Regions from separate parts of the Sus scrofa genome. Here all the other regions are linked to region 2. Evidence: chromatin contacts called from public HiChIP or PLAC-seq and promoter capture Hi-C data. All regions are on one chromosome and are shown on one strand. Each heading gives the region's core, a stretch centred on a gene start, on an enhancer-like site or on the middle of the called end of the contact. The rest is flanking DNA. Distances are from core to core; before and after follow the strand shown. Region 1 holds the start of WTIP (Wilms tumor protein 1-interacting protein). Region 2 holds the start of LSM14A (LSM14A, mRNA processing body assembly factor). Region 3 holds the start of KCTD15 (BTB/POZ domain-containing protein KCTD15).

Region 1 (4,085 bases), core at 98-2,597, 300 kb after region 2:
TGCTCCCCTGCCAGCTGAGGATGGGCCACAGCGAGCTCCTAAGCGATGTTGAGGCCAAATGCCCTGGTCAGTCTGCACCAGGACGAGTCCCCGTCCAGGCTCCCTGCTCCATGGGATGCCTTCCTGGAATTCTCTGAGGAAGGGGGTGGAATAAGAGAACTCTTTCACTCAAGGTTGTTTGCCGGGATCCACTAGGTCCTGACAGATAATACTTTGCTCTTCTTCCCTCACAAGCTGTTTGAAATATATAAGGGCTTTGTAGCCTGTGTTTTTGGAGACAAAGCCCTAGTCACCTCTTGTTCCTCTCCCTCACCACAGGGCCCCCAGACCCCATGCCGTCCTATGTCTGCGCAAATGCTTTCAGGAGCATTCCCTGGGCACCTCGCCCAAGACCCTGTGGGCAGGTGCTGGAGAAAGGAGTTCTCACATCTCTTGGTGAATGCCCGCGGCGGTCACAACTGAGGCTTCACTGCCCACTGGTATAGCCTGAGGCCTGCTTCCGGCCTCGCCTGGCCTTGGGCGCTTATGAGCCGAGACCGGGCATGGGGGACCAGTCCCCATCCAGCCCCATCTTCTGCTAGCACAAGGCGCCTTCCCCACCAGGCAGGTTGGGGCTGCAGAAACCAGTGCGCGGCCACATGGCCTCGGGACAGGCTGGGGTTTTAGGGTCACGCGAAGTGCTGGGGGCGCATCCGCCCGAGACGCACAGTGTTCTCCAGGGTCCTGGAGCGGGCGCAGCGCTTCTGCCCAAGGCCGAACTTGTCCGGCCCAGCTCCTGAAATCCTGGCGGCGCCGGGAAGTAAAATGGGGGAGGATGTGGGAAACGTTTGTCAACTGCTCATATTTCTACGGCCGGGATTACGGGAGCCGCCTCTAGCTCAGCCCGCGGGAATCTGGGATCTTTCAAGAGGCCCGACTGTCGGGGCGCGCAACGGAGCCCGGACCCTCTCCGCGGCGCCACGGCTGGCCGCTTTGCCATCCGTGGGCCAGCTCCAAGCCGCACGCCCCGGCGGCTCGGCCCAAGCTGCGCGCCCCTCCGAGCTCCCGGCTAAGCGCGGACACCACGGCTCCGCCGCCGCCACTCCCCCCACATTCCAGAGGCCGCAGCGCCGTCTCCTTCCTCGCATTCCTGCCCCCACAAAGGAGTCCCTCCGCCCCCCGCGCGGCCGCGGGGAGGAGGGGGCGCGGCCCGGCGCCTCCGAGCGCACATTCCTCCGCCGTGCGCGCCACCGAGCGGAGCGCCTCGGCCCCCGGCCCGCGCGTGGCCGGCGGAGCGACCCCGGCCCGGCTCCGGCCCCGCCCCGCCCCGCGCCCAGGGGTCCCGGGGCGGGCTCCGGGCTTCGGGCGGACGATGAGGCGGCGCGGCCGGAGCGGCGGCGGGAAGCGGAGGCGGAGGTGACGCGCCGGGGCCGGCGGGCCGGGCCATGCAGCGCTCCCGGGCGGCTGCGGACGAGGCGGCTCTGCTCCTGGCCGGGCTGGCCCTGCGGGAGCTGGAGCCGGGCGGCGACTCTCTGGGCCGGGGTCGGCGGGGACCGAGGCCCGGGCCGGGAGACGAGGCGGCGCAGGCGCTGGGCCGCAGAGGGCAGGGCGGCGGCGGCGGCCCCGAGGCCGGGGCGGACGGACTGAGCCGCGGGGAGCGAGGCCCGCGGCGCGCGGCGGTCCCCGAGCTCAGCACGCAGCCGGCGGGCAGCCCGCGGGCCAGCCTGGCGGGCTCCGACGGCGGCGGCGGCGGCGGCGGCAGTGGCAGCGCCCGCTCCAGCGGCATCAGCCTGGGCTACGACCAACGCCACGGCAGCCCGCGCTCGGGCCGCTCGGACCCGCGCCCGGGCCCCGGGCCGCCGTCGGTGGGCAGCGCCCGCTCCAGCGTGTCCAGCCTCGGCTCTCGCGGCTCGGCCGGCGCCTACCCTGACCTGCTCTTGCCCGGCGCCTGTCCCGCGCCGGCTCGCTCCCCGGAGCCGGCCGGGCCGGCCCCCTTCGCTCTGCCTTCGCTCCAGCTGCCCCCGGGCCGGGAAGGCGGCCCGAGCGCGGCGGAGCGGCGGCTGGAGGCGCTGACCCGAGAGCTGGAGCGAGCGCTGGAGGCGCGCACGGCGCGGGATTACTTCGGTGAGCAAGCCTGTCCCTGCCGCCCGCGCGCCGGGGCCCCAAGCCTCCGTCGTCCTCGTCGGGGGTCGGGGACCGCCTCTGGATAGGCGGCGGGCTCAGTGGAGGGGAGCGAAGGGTGGGCCGAAGGCTGGGTGTTGGACCAGGGGCCGGGATGGGAAGAGCGTCTCTCTCTTTCGTGTGTCTTAAGTGTGTTCCACCGTCGGTGGGTATGTGCGAACCTCCAGGTCTGAGGTTTATTTAGCGGCTCAGACTCTGGGTCTCCAGCTGGGAGTTCTGGCCAAGTCAGTGGATGCGTTTTTCCTGATTTAGAGAAGAAGTCACGTTAATACGCAGAATAAGCTTTAATGTCTCCTTAACCGTTGGCACTTGCTTCAATTTGTCATACAGGCACAGTCAGCCGAAACCGTGTAGGGGCCTCGCGGTCCCGGTGTTTCCTTTCCCCAGCAGTACCGGGTGTGGACAGGGGCAGGGAGGTGGCGTGGTCCAGATGCCTCCAGACGCCGCCTGACCTGAGGCTTTGATAATGGTAGCTGCTGGATGTAAAGTCCATGAGGCAGGAGAGGCCACCCTGAGGGGGAGAGAACGGAGCTGGTCACACTGGGCTGTCCTCGCTCTGGACCCTGCAGTGGATATGGGATGTTTCCGAAGGGAATCCTGCTTCACATCCTTTGCAAAGAAAACCACCGGTCTCCAAGCCTCTCTTTCCCAGTCTGACCTTGGCCTTTTGATCCCTAGTTCTTTAGACAGGGCTTCAGACTCTTAGGCTTGAGAGGAGGCTGGGAGGGGCTCCCCCCCCCCCCCCCCCCGCCCCTTACTGATAAGCAGACACCCGGCTTTGGATGGTAGTTATCATGTCTGGGAGGGAGGCCGTCCTGGGGCTTGTCTTTTATGGTTCATTCCAGCTAGCAGCGCAGGACTGCCCTGAACTGGATCTTGAGAGAGAAGGAAGGTTGTAGGGGACAGGCCGGTGGGGGCATTCCAGGCAGAGGGAAGAATGAGGGGAGAAGGGAGCAACCAAGAGTGCGGGCTGTTCCACTAGGCTCCCAGGCAGCTCAGGAGAGGTCCAGGTGGTCAAGGGAGTGTGTAGGCCAAAGGGTCAACTTGCCTTTGGGAGGCGACTTGCTGCAGGCTTTCAGGCTCCCCTGGGAGCGTCAGTAGGGTGAGAACAGGTCCTGTGGCTGCTGTCAGACGGCGGCCTGGGAGCAGGGAGAGAGCAAGAAGCTGTTTCCTTTCTTGTCAGGCAGGTGTGAGGAGCTGAAGCTCAGGCTGTCTTATGATGAGAAGGACTTTGTTTCAGCACTCTCCCCATGGGAGACTGTCCCTTTTACTGCCTGGAGGGGTGGAGGTGGGGTGGGGCGGTTGTTCTCTGGGCCTCTGAGGCTGCTCAGGAATCTTCGAGTGAATCAGAGGTGGCGGACCTGGGCAGGTAGTGGGAAAAGTGAAGGGGCTGGAGGTACAAGGCCACACGGGCTGGTGGGTCATCCTTTCCAAGGGAACCTGCTGCTCCCACTGAAGCCACATGGGATGGGGAGGTGAGTGATGATAGATTTTTGTTTTTTGTTTTGTTTTTCTCTTTTGGCTGCACCCATGGCATATGGAAATTCCTGGGGCAGGGATTGAATCCGAGCATTGCAACACCAGATCCTTAACCCACTGCACCGGGCTGGGGATCGAATCTGCAGGAACTCCAGATGTCTGTGTGTGTGTGTGTGTGTGTGTATGTGTTTTAAGAGGAGCCAGATCTAGATAACATTTTTCCTGATTTTTTTTTTTTTTTCTTTTTTGGCCGACCCTTGGCACATAGAGTTCCTGGGCCAGGGATCAGATCTAGCGGCAGTTTCAACTTACACCGCAGCTGCAATTCCAGATCCTTAACCCACTGTGGGAAGGTGGGGATTGAATCTGTGTCCCAGTGCTGCAGAGATGCTGCTGATCATGTGCCACATCGGAAACTCTAAGCTGCCCAAATCTTTTATTTTTTT
Region 2 (4,065 bases), core at 1,133-3,632:
GAGACAGACACACACAAATAATAGACATACTGGAGAGAGATAAATGCCATGAAGAAAAAGCAAGCAGAGTAAGAGTATGGTCTGTAGAGTGCAGAAATTGACAGAACATTATAAATCAACTACAAAAAAAATTTTTTTTAGGAGTTCCTGTCATGGCTCAACAGTTAATGAACCCAACTAGGAACCATGAGGCTGCAGGTTTGATCCCTGGCCTCACTCAGTGGGTTAAGGATCTGGCGTTGCCATGAGCTGTGGTGTAGATCACAGACATGGCTCAGATTCCGTGTTGCTATGGCTGTGGTATAGGCTGGCAGCTGCAGCTCCGATTCGACCCTTAACCTGGGAACCTCCATATGCTGTGGGTGCAGCCCTAAAAAAGACAAAATTAATAAATAATAAAAAAATAAAGTGTCATCTAAAATAAATAAAAGTTTTTAAAGAGTATGTAGAGTGATGCAGGTGACATTATTTTAAACATGACAGTAAGGAAAGTCATCTCTGGAGATGATATGTGAGTAGAGATCCGAATGAGGAAAGTCCTGGGTGAAAAAGCGGTGGCGAGAACAGGAGGGTGAAGCAAGGGAACAAGGGACTAAATCATGTATGTCTTTATAAGCCAGCATAAGGAGTCTGGCTTTCATTCTGTGTGATATGAGATCACTGGGGAGAGGCGTATTGCATAGAGGGGGGATATGATCTGCCTTAGATTTTTAACAAGATCCCTCTGGTTGCTGTGTTGAGAATAAATACTGGGGACAAGGGCAGGGGTAGAGGGATATTTTAGGAGGCTGTTGGAATGATCCTGGCCAGAGTAAGGGTGGCTTGTTGTAGGGACGGGTGGAGATGGTGAGAAGTGATCAGATTCAGGATACATTCCATACATAAAATGGACAAGATTTTGCAATCAGAACAGCCATGAGGGTGAGAGAGAAGTCCCATCATTGATATGGAGGAATGGTAGAGTAAACAGTATCAGCTGCTTCAATGGTAAAGAGGGGAAAAGTTAGTTTTAGAGGGGAAATCCGGAGTATGGCTTCAGACACATATATGCCAACTAGACATTCAACTGGAGAGTTGAAGAGGCTGTGTATGTAGCCTGCCATCTAAGTAAACAAAGGACTTTGCAGCCAACAATCCCTCAGCCACTGTAGCCACCCCCAACTGTGCACCCTGAGGGGATTCAGGATGGAGAAAAAGAGTTGACTAGCCCTAGACAGTTAAGTTGCATATCAAAGGAAGAATTTCAAGGAGCCCAGACTCCTGTGACTTATCATACAAAGAGAAAAGTACTAAATTCATTAACTCGAGCTATCTATTTTTTCTTTAAGAGTAATCTTTTCATATTAGACTACCTGGGTTTTTGTTGGTGGTGGTTGGTTTGGGGGCTATGTTTGTTTTTGCAAATTTCCTATATATCCTGGCTCCTCTCTTTCCTCTTGGGAACAGTCCCTCAGAGCTGAGAGCTTGTCCCCCAGGCTTAAGTCCTCAGCAAACTCCCGGAATAAAACACAATTCTCAACCTTTATTGTTGTTGTGCTTTGTTGTTGTTGTTGTTGACAAGGCTATAGCTTACATGAATCCGGAGTTCACAGAACTGATCAAAACTGCAAACAAATACCTGAGATTGGTCTGTGTGCCATGACATTGAAAGCCATGAACCTAGATGAGACCATCTGAAAGTGCTGGACAGAATCCCACCTCCAGAAGAAGTGAAGGAGAGAAGAGGAGAGACTCAGTGAATGACAGATGCTGTAATAGGGCCATGAAAGATCTATGAGGGGCGCAGTTGCTTCAAAGGGAAAATGACCGGTCTTAAGGGGCTCACCAGGAGCTTGGAGGCGGGATAGGGTTAGGCAACTTTCCGGGCAGGGGGGTCCGCCTTTGCAGAGACGACACGGGTTTCAGGACAAGATACAAGGGGTCTGGAAATCGCAGAGACTGCGGCTGAGGTCAAGAAGGTCGCGCGTGCCTCCATTCCAGCCCACAGTGTCCTGCCGTATCCGGACACCTGTCTTCTCCCTGAACCTCCTCTCGGGCCGCGGGGAAACCGCAGCGCGAGAGCGCCGCAGCGCGAGATCAGGCCAAGCTGCGTAGCCGGCACTACGGCTGTCGGGGAGAAGTCCGGAGCCGTCCGCAGCCGGCCGAGTCTCGCGAGAGCTCGGCCTCCCAGGCCCAGCATGCCGCGCGCGGCCGCCGCCGCCGCCGCCGCCGCCGCCGCGGCTTGAGGGCGGGAGGCTGGGGGAGGGTAGCGGAGCCGGCGCCGCCGCCATGTTGGGTCTGAGGAGACTGCTGTAGGCGCCGACCGAGCAAGTGGGCGTACGGAGCGACCCCAGCGGCGTGGGATCTGCCTCTCTGCGAGCGGCCCGGGGCGGCGGCGGCGCCATGAGCGGGGGCACCCCTTACATCGGCAGCAAGATCAGCCTTATCTCCAAGGCGGAGATCCGCTACGAGGGCATCCTCTACACTATCGACACCGAGAACTCTACAGTAGCTCTCGCCAAAGGTACGCCGGGGCGGGCCTCGGTGTGGGGGGCCGGGCCGGAATGGGCCCTCGGGGCTGCGCCTGGCTCTCGGCCGCGACCTCCTCGCTCCCCCCCTCCCCTCTCCGCCGTCCTCCCGGAGGCCGCTCCCTTTTCTCCCTCCGGGCCCCGGCGTCGCGGGCCGGGCCTCAGCCTCCCCCGGGCTCCCAGGCTTCCACCCGGAGGTCTGCGCCTTCGATCCGGGGACTAAGAACCGGGAGCGGGGCAGGCGGGGCGGCCTCAAGTCCGAGAACGGGCTGGAGAACACGGAGATACGTGTCTTCCAACTCCGAAATTCGGTGGTTCTGTCGTCTTCCCACCAAACAAAGCCTGAGTAGTCAAAGAATTTTTCCGCCGAGCCCGAGTTTAAAGTGCTGATTTGTTGATTCCCCGGCACCCATTTTCTCAGTTCTTAATTTCAATTCCGTTGCATATTCCTCAGGCGAACTGTAAGTAATATGCCCAAACTTTGGGTTCCCTCAGAGACGTAGACGGTCTCGAAATGCCATTGGTACCTTCGAGCAGATCACATCCCACTTGTCTCATGTGTGGTATTTACCTGTTAAACCGGAATCCTTCTCCAAGCCTGTTGTGCAACCATCTCTTTAAAAATGTTTGCTGCTCTCGCTTCGGCCTTGTTTCTGGAATCCCAGTGGGGAGAAGGGTTCAAGTTTGATCCAGGATCAGTGTTCTCAAGGCAGATCTGAATGATCAGTGGGCTCTGACTGACTCCCGGGGAGGCTCCCTGGGACAGAGTTCTGGGGTGTAGGAGTAAGGTGTACTCTCTAAAGTATTTAGCATCACCACAGTCTGTGTGGGTTTTGTTTCCGTTCGTATGTGACGGGCCTTTGCTCAGCCAGGAAACTAGGAAGAAAATAAACCTTAGCACCTGATCTTGAAAGAAATCTTGCAAGTTTTTGAAACACTGAGGAGAGGGAAGGAATAAAACTAAGGTAATTTTCGCAGCACATCTACTAGAGGTATAGAATGAATAGCATGATAGGGACAGAGGTCCAGAGATAGGAAGAACATTTTCTAAATCTATTTGTTTAAAAAAAAAGGGATTAATCTTTGACAATAGTTGAGTCATTTCACGGTATCCCACAAGTATTTAAGGACTTTTTTTGGATGCTCTGGTAGATCCTTTTTAATAGCACTTGTGTTGGAATGAGCATATCTGGGTAAGGAGTCTTAAATTATTTTACCTTAATTTCCCCACACACACACCCCGTATGCTAATTTTAAGGCTTTGTGAAATTATGAAAAAAAGGCCTTCTGAAGTTCTTGTTGAGAGCCATATACAGGTTGAAAGCAGTATTTCTCATTAAAGTGGTTTAATAGCTTTTTAAAGCTTGTTTTACCTAATCTGAATTTTAAGATGTCTTGCTACTTTAATGACTTATCAATGAATTAGGTGGCTGTAGTATCTTTACTCCTGACAAAGAAAAAAATCCATATGTTTTTAAGATTTCTAATGTATTTATTTCGGCCTTTTTAAAGAAAAATCATTTTAAATGCACTCTTTTATGCAAGAACCTAAAAACTG
Region 3 (3,844 bases), core at 143-2,642, 320 kb before region 2:
GGGCCGCTAGAGGGCGCCCAGGTCCGGCTGGAGTTCGGGGTGGGGGCCCCGGCGCGGCTCTGGGCTGGAGCGCACCCGTCCTCCAGCTCGAGCCTGGCTCGAGCCAGGGCGTCCCCGAAGCCGGACGGGGGCGCAGTGCAGGCCGGGCGCGCGGCACTGGAGGCTCCGTGCTCCGTTTCCTAGGAGCCGGGAAGTGGTCCAGGAGCAGGCGGAGGTGGGGGACGGGCGGGGAGCGAGAGAAAGAGGAAGGGGAGGAGGAGGTAGGACAGGAGGAGGAAGCGGCAGCCGCCTCGGGGACCAGGGGGGACGCCCTGGGCGCAGGCCTCGGCGCCGCGAGGAGTCTTGGCGTTAGACGTCTCCATCGCGCCGCGCGAGTCAAGGAAATGGCGCGTCTGGCCGCGGGGGGCCGGCCGGGCGCCCCCCTCCCCCGCGGTAGCCGACCGCGTGTCCGCAGACGTCACGGGCGGCGCTGCTCCCCGGTAGAGGGGCGGTCGGGGCAGAGACCCGGGGAGGAAGGCCGGGGAGGGGGAGGGGCGGCTCTGGCCCCCGGCTCCGCTCCAGCCCCGGCCGACTCGCAGCCCAGTTTCTTCCCAAGTCCCGCCCCTGGCCCCGGGCGCCGCGGCGGCGGCTGCTCTCCTCTTTGTAACCGAGGAGTCAAGAAATGTGAGAAACGTGCCCTGTGTTACTTATTTGGGAGCCGAAAATTTATGCCCAGCTGAAAGCGCCCGGGGAAATATTACATCAGATGAAATGACAATGATTAAAATCAGCTTCTCCCCCGCCCCCTCCCGAGCCCGGAGGAGGCCCGGGCGCCGCGTGGCTGGCCGGCGGGGGGCGGGGGCTGGGCGGCGGAGGGCGCGGGGCCTGGGCGCACCGCTCCCGGGAGGGTCCTGGCGGAGGCCACGGCGGGAAGGCGCAGGCTTCGGGGGAGGCGGGTGGTGCTCGCCCGGCTAAAGGAAGGGAAACGGCGCATTTTTGTCGCCGAGCGCGGTAGGCGCGGGCGCGCGGAGCTAATTGCGACTCTAATCCTCTGCCCCGCGGCGCAGCCAAGCCCCGAGCCAGGAGTCGCCGCGCGCTCCCGCTCGCCTCGCCGCGCTGGGTAATTTGGAGCCGGATCGCTGCCCTTGGCGTCCGGGCTCGGCCGCGACGGGGCGCGGGCTGAGGGCTGAGGTGGGGGGCTGGTTTTCTCGCCAGCAACCGGGGAAGGCCGCTGGAGAGAGAGGAGGGAGGAGAGGAGGTGGGAGCGGCGGGAGGGCAGCCGGAGAGCGGCGCGAAGAGGAGGCGGCGGCGGCGGCCGCGAGGAGGGGAGGAGGCGAGGGGAGGGCGGGGAGGGGAGGCCCCGGCGCGCCGCGCCGCGAGGGGCCGCGCGAAGCGGGGGCCGGGGCGGGAGGGGTGGGTGGGGGAGGGTTGGGGGCGAGAGAGAAAGTAACTCCAGGACGAGACCGGAGCGACCCGCGCGGCGAGCATAGGCGGCGAGGCTGTGCCCGGCGCCCGAGACCGGCGGCTGCGGGGGGCGGGGGCTGCGCCCGAGCCGGATCCGCCGCTCCGGCTCCGAGGTAAGCCCCGCGCGGGCGGCCACCGCTCAGCGACGCGCACCCCTGTCCCTAAAGTGGCTGTGATACCCAGAAAGTCGCCCGGCCGGGATTCGGACCTGGGCGGGGGCGGCTGCTTTGTCCCGGTGCAAGGCGGCGGGGACTGGCGGCGCGGGGGCACCCAGCACAAAGGCCTGGCGCGGGAAGGGGGGATTGCCCACGTGGGCCGGCCCTGGCCCCGGGTGGACCCTCCCCACGCGGGCGGGCACCGAGCTTCCTGCCGCGCGGGGCGGGGTGGGGGGGAGGGTGGCGTTCAGGTCCGGGCACTTGGGCCTCAGTGCAGGGCCGAGCGCCCTGCAGAGCCAGCGAGTTTCCGGGGTCAGAACCGGGCTCACGCAGCTGGGGCTTCGGGCTGATTGGGCCGGGCTTGGTGTCCAAATCAGGGAGAGAAAAAGTCTCCAACGGGACAGATGTGCGTCCTCAGACGCCCACCCGCGAGTCCCAAACGGAGCGGAAGGGGCTGGCGCGCCGGTGGGTCATCCCAAGCGCGGGTCTGGAACCCCAGGCGGGCCGCGCGGAGACGCGGTCGTCGCCGCCGGAGCCCTGCACCCCGCCGGTACCCCCAGACCTGGACGCGCGCACCGGCACACACTCTCAAACAGCCCCCCCTCCCCCTTAGCTGGAGCGCGTTTCCGTCCTCCGCGCCCCCCACCCCCGGCTGCAGAAAGATAAGCTTCAAGTTTTCACTCGGTGTCTCAAATGTGCATGAAGGAATTTAACTGCACGAGTGAATAACAGCATTAGTTTCAATTAATTTTTTTTAATCCCGGCAACAATAAACTTTGAGAACAAAAGCGCTTTTACGTCCTTAATTAGGCGAGCTTCCCATCTGTGGTCTCTTAAGTGTCTGCCTCTTGATTTAACTTTGTCTTCCGCCCCGCCCCTGCCGCACACCCCTCCCGGTCCTGCCAGGCGCTCTGGGTTCCGCGGCCACCCCCGCCCCGCGGCGCCGCGGGCCTGGGCCCAGCCGGCTCCGGCCGCCCCGAAGTTCACAGCGGCCGGCGGGCTCCGTGGAGGGGCTGGCGCGCGCCAGGTGGCCCGCCTGCCTCCCTTCTAGCCCACCTCCTGGGCAATTCTGCAGGCCCCTGGCCCTCTAGCCCCGGGCTGGCGCCCTGGGCGCAGAGCCGAAGGGAGCTCTCGAGGCGCCTTCTGTTTACCTTTTATGGTTAAAATAACAGCTTAGCAAAGAAGCGACTTCACGAAGAAGCGATTTAGTGAAATCGTCTCAAGCTGCCGCAGCTCAGCCAGTTTAATCACCCCCAGAGAGCTGAACAACTGCGAGCACAATGGGACACAAAATCATTTTGTGTGTAAATGAGCGTGGCATTCTGCTCGCTTCCCTCTGCTCGGGCGGGCGGGGCTCGGCGGCGGCGGTGGGGCGGGCGCGGGACCCGGGGCTCCCGCTGCAGCTTGGAGAAGCGGGTCAATACCCAGCTAGTTTGGAAACCTGCGGGGCCGTGGAGCACTCTACCGCCGAAGCTCCTGCAACAGGCGGTTTGGCTGATCCTCGGGAGGGCCGTGGCGCGCTGGGGCTGGGTCGTGGGGTTTGATGCTGGTGCTGGAGGAATGAACTTGTGTCTCTTCGTGTACCCACTTTATGCTTCTGACCTCAGCAGTGGTCTCGGGGAAAGGGTCGTGGTCCAGCACAGATGCGTTTGTCGGAGGGAGCAGTGGAGGTTCGAGTCAAGGCGTACAGCCTGGGGCTTCCAATGGTGAGTGAGTTTCTGGTTTGCCACGAACATCAGGTTGTGCTTGCGATGGGAAAGAGGCTGGGTGAGAACAGGCTGGAGCAGCTTTTGCGATGGGTACTAGGTGTTAAATGTCACTTCTGAGCAGTGTCCTGGTAGTAGGAGGGAGAACACTGGGCAGTCCGCTCTGATAGAATTTCCATCCGAATTCCTTCCAGCACAGTTTATCCTCAGTGTGGCTTTCCTTCTGACTCCTCCCCCAGCAGAGCCTCCCAGGGCAGGAGAACCCATTCCTGAGATATGTTTTGGTTTCTCAGAACTTCCTTGAGATAAGTGACCTGGTTTTCTTTTGAAAGCTTTCAGGGGGAGCTCAGGAATGCCAAAAGCTGCAGACCCTGGGAGCTATAAATGAAACATCACTGCCTGCTAAGAGCAACTCCCACCCCAGTTTCCTGTCAGAGAACTTGCCAGGACACCAAGGGCAGAACGAATCCTAGGAGAGTGACCTGACTTGAATTTGCAGGATTTGATTCTCATTGGACTTTGGTCCATGTCTTAAAACTG

Evidence for each region. Promoter capture Hi-C pulls out the DNA fragments that hold promoters and counts their contacts. HiChIP or PLAC-seq counts read pairs in DNA pulled down with a chosen protein or histone mark.
Region 1: a contact with region 2 is called in an H3K27ac HiChIP or PLAC-seq map of skeletal muscle, with 3 times the contacts expected there. The contact joins the promoter of WTIP here to the promoter of LSM14A in region 2. A contact is called at or near these places in 1 of 47 Hi-C or Micro-C datasets (heart right ventricle) and 1 of 2 datasets of contacts at active chromatin or transcription factors (skeletal muscle).
Region 3: a promoter capture Hi-C map of fetal skeletal muscle shows a contact between it and region 2, with 3 times the contacts expected there. The contact joins the promoter of KCTD15 here to the promoter of LSM14A in region 2. A contact is called at or near these places in 1 of 5 promoter capture datasets (fetal skeletal muscle), 1 of 47 Hi-C or Micro-C datasets (fibroblasts) and 1 of 2 datasets of contacts at active chromatin or transcription factors (alveolar macrophages).

The regions. Positions count from the first base shown.
Region 1 is chr6:44,149,528-44,153,612 of Sscrofa11.1, forward strand. WTIP (Wilms tumor protein 1-interacting protein) reads left to right here and starts at 1,348. Exons shown (of 8, transcript XM_021097104.1): 1 at 1,348-2,103. The coding sequence starts at 1,425.
Region 2 is chr6:43,845,500-43,849,564 of Sscrofa11.1, forward strand. It overlaps LSM14A (LSM14A, mRNA processing body assembly factor), which reads left to right and starts at 2,383. Exons shown (of 10, transcript NM_001315798.1): 1 at 2,383-2,503. The coding sequence starts at 2,383.
Region 3 is chr6:43,527,285-43,531,128 of Sscrofa11.1, forward strand. KCTD15 (BTB/POZ domain-containing protein KCTD15) reads left to right here and starts at 1,393. Exons shown (of 7, transcript XM_021094316.1): 1 at 1,393-1,556; 2 at 3,209-3,304.